2 separate regions of the Triticum aestivum genome follow, and region 2 is linked to region 1. Evidence: chromatin contacts called from public Hi-C data. All regions are on one chromosome and are shown on one strand. Each heading gives the region's core, a stretch centred on a gene start, on an enhancer-like site or on the middle of the called end of the contact. The rest is flanking DNA. Distances are from core to core; before and after follow the strand shown. Region 1 overlaps LOC123122693 (protein YABBY 2). Region 2 overlaps LOC123122694.

Region 1 (4,540 bases), core at 1,202-3,701:
ATTTAGCGCTTCTAGTACTAAATTATTGCTAAAAGGCACAATGGGCCGTGCCCATTTAACGCTTCATGTGCAGCATATTTTCATTTTTTTTGTAGGTTCTCCAGACTTTTATTTTTCGTTGCTTTCTCATTTTTATCGACTTTTTTTATAAAATCGAATATTCAAAAACAATATCATTATTACAAATTGCCATTGGGTTTTAAAAATGCTCACTAATATAATAAAATCGTTCTAAAGTTTAATAAATCATGAACTCTATAAAATGGTCTGTAATTAAAATGTACATGATTTACTTTTGAATTTCAAAATATTCACGTGAGTTTTATTCGAATTTTTTAATAAGTCCATGAATTTGCAAAAAAGTTCATGAATTATAAAGAAGTGATTTTTTAACCGTGCATGAACTTTAAGTAATAAAAACTAAAAAACACACAAAAAGGATAAGGAACAAAAACAGAATAGAGCCATCAAAATATACAGAAAATTTTAAAATAAAAGCTGTCAAATGCATCCCAAAACCTAAAACCGGGTGGAAGCATCATAGTACATGGGTCAGCCTATTACAGAGCATAGCGTTTGGACGGTGGCCATTAGGAAATTCTGTTATCAGGTTAACAGGCCGCGGATTAATTGTTTTGCTGTTGTCCCCAGCGGGATCTCTCCTTTGTTTGTTTTTTCTTGTGTTGTGGTGTGAGTTGGTTTTAGAGTTGGAATGGCTGCTATGTTGTGGACCTTGTGGTGGTTGTTTGCTTTTATATATAAAATCGGGGTGAAAAACCTTTTTCGGCAATGTGCCATCAACGGTGTGGCCTGATAGTGCCTCATCTACCTGCGTCAAGCTTAATGGGCCAGCAATAGTGCGGCCATTAATGAACTACAATTTATGTACATTGAATATAAAACATTTATGTATTTACTTTTTTTAGAATTTATTCATATATTTAAAATAATAGTCACATACTTTTAGGAACACCCATGAAATTGTTAAAATTATTTCTGATATTAAGTTTTCACAGTTTTGTAAAATATTGCTCATTTAACAAATGTTCATCATATTTAGAAATGTGCCCAAGTTTTTTTCTAAATAATCTCATTTTTTAAAATTTTCGTGAATTATTAAAAGTTTTTACATATTTTTAGAAAACTGTAGGTATTTCAAAAAAGTGTGTATTCTTGTATTTACAAAAAAAATGCTTATGCATTTAACAAAAGTTGGTGTACCTAATATTTAGCAAATTCATTATAGTTAAAAAATTATATCATAAAAAGGAAAAACTGAAAAATACCCCCCCCCCCCCCCCCATGAAATTGTTAAAACTCTTTCACGGTTTTGGGATGGTTCTTGAAAGTTCCAGCCTAGCTTTTTACCGGTTTTGGGAACTTTCTCGAATGCTCCTGGACCTTTTTTTTGTTGTTGTTTTGTTTATTGGTTTCTCTGGTTTTCTTCTATTTTTTTCTTTTCTTTTAAGCTTTATTTTTTTAATATTTTCAATTTTTTGAAAATGTTCATGATTTCATAAAAAATGTTCGTATGTTTGAAAAAATGTTTAAGATTTTTCAAATTTTGTTTGGAGTTCCAAAAAATGTTCCGATTTACAAAAATTGTACTCATAAAATTTTAAAATAAGTTTTTTCAAAGAAATTCCAGGTTTGTCAAAAATAGTCTCAGGTTTAAAAAATTGTTTATGTTTTGATTTTTCAAAAAATTCAACAAAAGTTAAGATTCAAAATATATTGCCGTTTCCAAAGAATGTGCGAGTTTGTATAAGATTTTTACAAATTTTAAAATGTTGACGTTTTAAAACTAAACACCTTTCTCCAAACTAATCATGTTCGAAATTATGAAATATTGTTAGATCTATCGCTGGTTATAATTCTTATATTCCGTGCTGTATATTTAAACACCGAAGCTCATCTACTGGCTAAGGCATGAGCGTTCACAAGCTGCCGGGCACTCGCTGCTGGGCAGGCGCAGTCGGAGGAGCCTCTGGCACGCATCTGTCGGACGCAATGCGTGTCATGTAGGAGGTCCCGGTTGAAAATACAAAGTGGACTCATAAAACCGCTGCAGACGGAGTAAGGAAAACCTCAACTCGAGGGGTATTCAGGTATAATGGAAGCGAATGATTGAGGAGGAGTTGGTGGAGCAATCCATCTCTGCTTCACTCCATTATTGGAGCCGACCCAGTCGCCGGCGGGGCTCCATTCATGTCTGTAAAACCAGACTGTATAAAATCCCAGTACGTACGCGTACCTGCATCGGCTTGTCCAGGAGTCCATCGTCCATCATCTCAGCTGAGGTGAGGCTAGGTCTGACCTCGCGTCGATGCAGATGTCGGTTCCTTTATTCGACATCGATCCAGCTGGATCGGTAGCACGTACTAGGTGACAGTGCACGTGCGGATTGACGTAGCCTGCTGTACATACGCGCGGCAAGTATGTAGGTCGGCGGGACATCCTAAAACTCGTACGGTAACACGCAAGATAGATCGAGAGTACTAGATCCTACGTGGATGCCTGCAGGGGAATCTCGGAGCAAATCAGACGGCGACCACCTGAAAGATCGAGATGGATGGGTGGTGCATGCATGGTGTCCATCTTTCCTTTCTCCTGGAACTGGAAGGAAACGTATGCCTTCTCGCTCCTTTATTAGCATGCATTTCTCCCCTTCTCGATCTTGCAACAAGCCAACAACGGTGGTACTCAACCACATTCAATTTCACTGCACATTCAGTTTCACTGGCTCAAGCACATTCAATTTCACTGCAGATATCAGCCACTGCCATGGTCTACCTCTGTACATGAGTAGTGGAAACAATACAAACAATCATTAAAAGCGAAATAACACACACGGTCAGGCGGTCAGCGATCACTGAGCGGGAGCTGAGCACTGAGCTAGATAGAGATTCCGTCAATTAATTTCTCTAGCACGGTTACTCCTCGGTGCACGGGGGCGCGCGCTTGTGTAGGGGCCATGCATGCATGCCATGGCAGAACGCATGCATGCGATCATACACGCGCGCGCGGGGCACTCGTAGCCGGCCGACGACGATGCCATTGCAGCAGTCCACAGTGACCGGCCACGGCCAGCGTACGCGTGCAGCGTAGGTGAACTTTTATGGGTGAATCAAATGGATTATATGGCCCGCCAGATCACAACAGATTTTTGAAGAGACGAACTTCGGGCTAGCATATTTTATTTTTTTGAGTCCACACACGCTTAACTTTATATATCATGAACTTGGATTATATGTACCTATCTCTTGGAGTACAACAGATTTTTTCCCCCAAGTTCTAGGGCGGCAGCTATATCGGGCCTAGCTAGCTAGACCAATAATGCAATGCACCCTCTTAGTTCTACATAAAGGAAGTTGGAGTGTACTCCCTCTGTAAACTAATATAAAAGCGTTTAAATTACTATTTTAGTTGTCTAAACGCTCTTATATTAGTTTACAGAGGGAGTACAAAATATGAAGTATTTTTTCCCAGAAGGCCAGAATATGTACTACTGCGACGCACGTGGCTTTGGTACCACCTGGTCTATTTACCATAACTTATACAAACTTGCATACATGTTTCTTGTCGCCCGAATACAAAGAATATACTTGGGGTTAACTATTTTACATGAAGTATATTTGGGCTAAAAAGGCATGTCCCCCCAAAGGTAGCTGGGCTGTTGACATACTCCCCCTTCCGGTTTATAAGACATAAACACATTTTTAGATTGTCAGGAGGTTGAGAGGGATTCACTTCCAACACATTGAGGATAAAGTTCCAAAAAAGAAATTACTTCCTTGGACGGGCAAACACTTCACTGCCTTTGGTCAAGGCAGTCCTCACCTCAATCATGATCTATCACCTAAGCTCAATCGACATCCCGAATGAGGACTTGCAACATTTACAGGATAAGAAGGGCTTTCCTTTGGGCGGATTCCGATAAATTCTCCAGTGGCAAATTCAAAATAAATTGGGAGGTGGTTTACCGCTTCACCACTCTTGGAGGGCTCAGGGTCCTAAACCTTGAGAAATTTGCGCGTGTTCTGGGGTTCCATTGGCCATGGGTTGAATGGACCACCCCGGGCAGTACTTGGGTGGGCACCAGTAGCCCGTGCAATACCGAGGACATGGACCTATTCTAAACTTTACCGAAAAAGGCTTTCGCCCCGCTTTATATATAAACTTTCACTGCTATCACTATTGGGGACGGCAACATAACGAGCTTTGGCAAGCCGCTTGGGCACAACATGCCATTGGAGTAAGGACATGGGTCCCTCTATCTTCGACACTTCAAAAAATAAGATCGATGCATTATGGATGCTCTCCATAACAATGCTTGGGTCTACCATATCAACTTGGACAACAGGCTCACATTACAACACATACTTGAATTCATCAAACTTTGGCGGGTCAAGTTCCAAGTTCAATTCCAAGCCAACAAAGCCGACACCATTTCATGGGCTGTCCTCCGGGCATTACTCTAGGACCTCTGCTTATCGTGTCCAATTCATCGAGGCCACGTCCACTAGTTTCGAGGCTACTG
Region 2 (4,540 bases), core at 749-3,248, 45 kb after region 1:
TGTAGAAGCACGATTTTTTTTCCCATAACTTTCTTTTGTGAACTTTTTTCTCGCCAATTGTGTTCTCCAAATCTTGGGGAAAAAAAGTGTAAAACGAAAAGCCAAAAAAAAATCATCTAAAACCCGAAAATGCCTACAGAAAAGAAATACAGAGGTAGCGCCCAGCATGACATGTGGCGGTGGCTGGATGCACCACCTGGAGGGCTCTTATCCCACAAAAATGACCTTTGCCGGCTCCCGCAAGAGGGCTCCTATTCGGTTAGTATGTTGGCATGTTGGCGCTCACACACTCCTCGCGCATGGGCCAGCCCAACAAAGCCAGCGCTCTTTTCGTTTTTTGTTCACTCAGTTAACATGGTTGACCCAATCAACCATGGACCAATTCACTTGGTTGACCGGTTTACTTTTTAAAAAGCTTCACATGATTGAAAAAGGTTCAAAATATTGATTCTTTTGCCAATTTTTAAAAAATGTTCATGAAATTAAAAAAACACGGACACGAAAGAAAGTTCGTGAATTCAAATATTTTCGTGAACTAAAAAAAAGTTCATGAATTCAAATGTTTTCGTGATCTTTGTAATTCTAAACTTTGTGTTGGCTACTTGCAGCATCTTGATGTAAAGATCAAGGGATCAATAAAATCCTTCATTAAAACTGAAAAGATCCACAAATTTGTTGTCCATTTAAAACACTCATATAGTTCCAACCTAACTAGGACCAAACTCATAAACTGAGGATCTTTTAGCTATTGACCTACCAACGTATCAATGACCTTATTTTGTTGTCTACCACCCAAGTCTTTTATAAGAAGTGAGAGCTCCCTGCCGCGAAGATGAATGACTTGCCCATTTTATTATTTGCTACGCCTCCACACAACATGGATTTAAAATGATAGTCATAGGAATGGAAGGAGTCGGAAATTACAGATAGATAACCGGAATTACAAAATTCACTTCGCCTCTAAGAAAAGCTTTGTCTCTAACTCCTACTTTGTGCCACCATAGCTATTCTCATTCTACCACATTATGTATTCCACACACTGAACACCTTGCAAAGGTCATTTTCACCTTCTCAGACGCTGACATGTGCGCACTTGTCGCAACCTGGGAGTTTCCTTTTTTCATAGAATTTTTTTTACATTTTATCTCTCAAACAGTGCATCCAAATCCCCAACCAATTTCACTGTTGGATTTCCCGCGTTGAGATATTTCAAATTAGATCCCATGTAATAGGTTTCGACGAACTTTTTTCACAAAAAACCCATAAAAAGGAAAACCCCAAAGCCGGAAGCACATGTGTTTTTTTTGCTTTTCGAGAAGCACATATTTGTGCCTCCACGAGATGCAAATATGTGCTTCTCGTGGAAGCACAAAAAGAATCATGCAAAATAAATTCATAATTTTTCCCTTTTTGGGAACCACAATTGTGCTTCTCATGACAAAAGAAAAATTTGCGCAAAAAAATCACAATTTTTCTCTTTCCAAGAAGCACAACTGTACTTCTCGCGGAAGCAAATTTGTGACTCCACGAGAAGCAAAATTGGGCTTCTCGTGAAGCAAAAAAATATTCGTGCAAAAAATCGTGACTTCCCCTTTTCCGCGAAGAAGAATTGTGCTTCTCACGGAAGGAATTATATGCATCTTTTCTCGTGGAAGCAAATAAAGATTCAAGGAAAAATAAATTTGTGATTTTTTTCGCTTTTCTTAGAAGCGCACTATGCTTCTCGCGGAAGCAATTCTATGCCTCCACGAAAAGCAAATATGTGCTCTTGTAGAAGCACAAATTTTTTCCCATAACTTTTTTTGGAACTTTTTTTCGCCAATTTTTGCTTCCAAAACCTAGGAAAGGCAAGGTGTAAACAGAAAAAACCCATCTAAAACCCGAAAACGCCTACAGAAAAAAAATCCAGAGGGAGTGCCAAGCATGAGACATGGCGGCGGCTAGATGCACCACTAGTCTCGCCCTTGGCCCACAAAAATGACCCTTGCGGGGGCTCCTATTCAGCGCGTTTGGCGCCGGTTAGCACGTTCGCCCTCGCACACTCCTCGTGCATGGGCCAGCCCAACAAGCCAGCGCTCTTTTCGTTTTCTGTTCACTCGTTAACATGGTGAGCCGATCGACTGTGCACCAGCCACTTGGTTGACCAGTTTCCTTTAAAAAAAAGCTTCACATGATTGAAAAAAAAGTTCAAAATATTGACTTATTTTCCAATTTTGTAAAAAAAGTAAAAAAAATATAAATCTTGAATTTAGAAAAACTTCATGAATTTAAAAATAAGTCCATGGTTTCGAAAAAGCTCACAATTTTGAAATAATTTGCAGCTTTCAAAATCTTTGCAAAAAAATTTAAAAATAAAAAGTTCATGAAAATCAAAAAAAGAAAGAAAAACCAAACAAAAAAGGGGCGAGAAGTTTCCCAAAACCGGAGACAACACTCCCATTCATGTACAACGACAGCTATGAGCGCTGGTTTGCAGTGTTGCCTGTATGGAGTGGCGGAGCTTCAGCATAATCCAAAAGGAGGCCATTAGCTGAAGGGGGACAAATTAATGGGGAGGGGCTATTCTCTAGTTTAAATACTGGTTAGGCCTAAAATAGAGCATATTCTTCAATGGTTGCAAAAATCTGTTGGTCTAGACCAAGCTCCGCTGCTGCCTGTATGCGCCAAATAGGATTCCGCTGCACTACGACCGTTGCTTGCTACTGTATATCCCATTTGTCGCACAAACTAAAAAATAGTATCATCCGTTTCCGAAATTTGTTCTTATTGTTCATAATATTTGTTCCAGTGTATGAAGCGCAATTTTGTATGATGTTGGCGAATAAAATTGCTCTTTGTGTGAAATTGTTAATCATATTTGTTCTTAGTTCTAACACCAAGGAAAACGTACACCGGAGTAAGACGACGCGGGCTGCCTTGGGCTGGCCGAGGCGTGCACGGGCATCGTCAGAGCACAGGGCCAACACATGGCAGGACGTATTTGTGTTGAACCACGGTGTGATCAACTCATCATCCTGAAAGGTCTTTTCTTTTATACAAATTTTGTTGCCCTTGGCAACGCACGAACAGTTAGCTAGGTGCACACCCAAGAGCTCACTAAGAACAGAGTAATATTAAGACAGACTAAGAACAAGAGATTGTCGTAGTAGCTTCTAAACAGTGCAGGCGCGTAAAAAGGTCCCTTCGTTCTCGAGTGTTAGCCAACCCAAGCAGCTGCATCGAACACGGAGATTGATATACAGTGAGAGATATCACCACTTCTTGGTCAAGGGAACCCAGCACTCCTTTACAAGGTTTCTATATCTCGTTCCCCTTATGTATCCGTATCTGAACTCCTCGCCAGGTGGGATTTCAATGTTCGGCTCATCCCTGGGTGCATCCGTAATCCAATCATCAGGATAGCTCCAAGATGGATCGTCAGGATCACGCCAACATGGCATCGGCACAGGCCACCTGCAGCAGTTCAATGTAAATATCACCTCCCTTCCTAATTACTCCCTCTCTACACTAATGCAAGACGTTTTTGCGAACTGCAAAAACGTCTTATGCCAGTGTACGGAACTAGTATAAGACATTTTGGATATTTCAAGATGGACTATGTATTGACTGAAATGAGCGAACAAAACACATAAAACGCGTCTAATTTGATAACCAGGATCAGAGGGAGTACCACTTTATATCCGAAACTATTCATTGTAACTAATTTGATAGGAGTGTGTGTGTCTCAGGATGCCTTACCTGTTTAACCGGACTGTGCTATCCCCATCCATTTTCCAGAAAGAGGAACCACTGTCCTTAGCAACCTCACCAGCATCACTGTCGTCAAACACACCAACAAATACATTTATTTATATCACTCAACATTATGCCTGGCTGAACTCGCTTCAGCAGGCTTCTCAATCAAAATGTTCATCTCAACAACATATCGGATAAACACTCGAATACCCCAAAAAGGAAATTTTGAAATACCTCTTTTCCTTAAAATACGCCAGGATGTTGCCAATCTCATTCCATAGCAGGAATGGGGTGCCTATTTTCTCTGAATAGAAGTTCATGCCGATAACCTCTCCACGCATATTAAAAAGGGGTCCTCCAATCCCGGCCTGGTAAGGTGGCATAAACATATTCTCAGTTTTAATCCAAACAGACATCATGGTAATCAACTAGTAATTTTGATGCGACGATTAGCTTCCACCATGTAAAAGGTAGGCAACAAACAGCAACAGCCGTACCGACCTTACTGATTTTACATGTGGAGCGTAAAATGAACTTGCAATCAAGCCTGCCTGACCAGGAAACCAGACGCCCACTTGTGGCCATTATCGTGCCTGATCTGAAGCAACGCCCTGCAGCTGCTACACGGGAAATACCAATACAATCAAGCTGAATCTTTGCTGGTCGGATAACACGGCAATCCTCGACACTGACTAGAGCGACATTGTAATGTAGACTGTAATGCTCTATGTTCCCTTTTCGGACAAGTTTGTTTGGAAGCAATACTTTAATCTGCAAATTATACAGTGAGATTTCAGAAGTTTTC

What was found. Hi-C and Micro-C count contacts between places; a contact is called where the count stands out from the background.
Region 2: a contact with region 1 is called in a Hi-C map of leaf, with 3 times the contacts expected there. The contact joins two enhancer-like sites. A contact is called at or near these places in 4 of 5 Hi-C or Micro-C datasets (leaf and an unstated tissue) and 1 of 1 datasets of contacts at active chromatin or transcription factors (leaf).

What each region holds. Positions count from the first base shown.
Region 1 is chr5D:453,980,845-453,985,384 of IWGSC CS RefSeq v2.1, forward strand. It overlaps LOC123122693 (protein YABBY 2), which reads right to left. Exons shown (of 7, transcript XM_044543013.1): 7 at 4,353-4,540. Among protein-coding and RNA genes, the nearest start is that of LOC123122693, 11 kb to the right of the region's middle. Within about 2 kb of position 2,452, at least 1 of the 8 cell types and tissues checked has an H3K27ac peak or open chromatin away from gene starts, as enhancers often do.
Region 2 is chr5D:454,026,738-454,031,277 of IWGSC CS RefSeq v2.1, forward strand. It overlaps LOC123122694, which reads right to left. Exons shown (of 14, transcript XM_044543016.1): 11 at 4,237-4,506; 12 at 3,970-4,103; 13 at 3,739-3,816; 14 at 2,999-3,453. The coding sequence ends at 3,252. Among protein-coding and RNA genes, the nearest start is that of LOC123122694, 6.1 kb to the right of the region's middle. Within about 2 kb of position 1,999, at least 4 of the 8 cell types and tissues checked have an H3K27ac peak or open chromatin away from gene starts, as enhancers often do.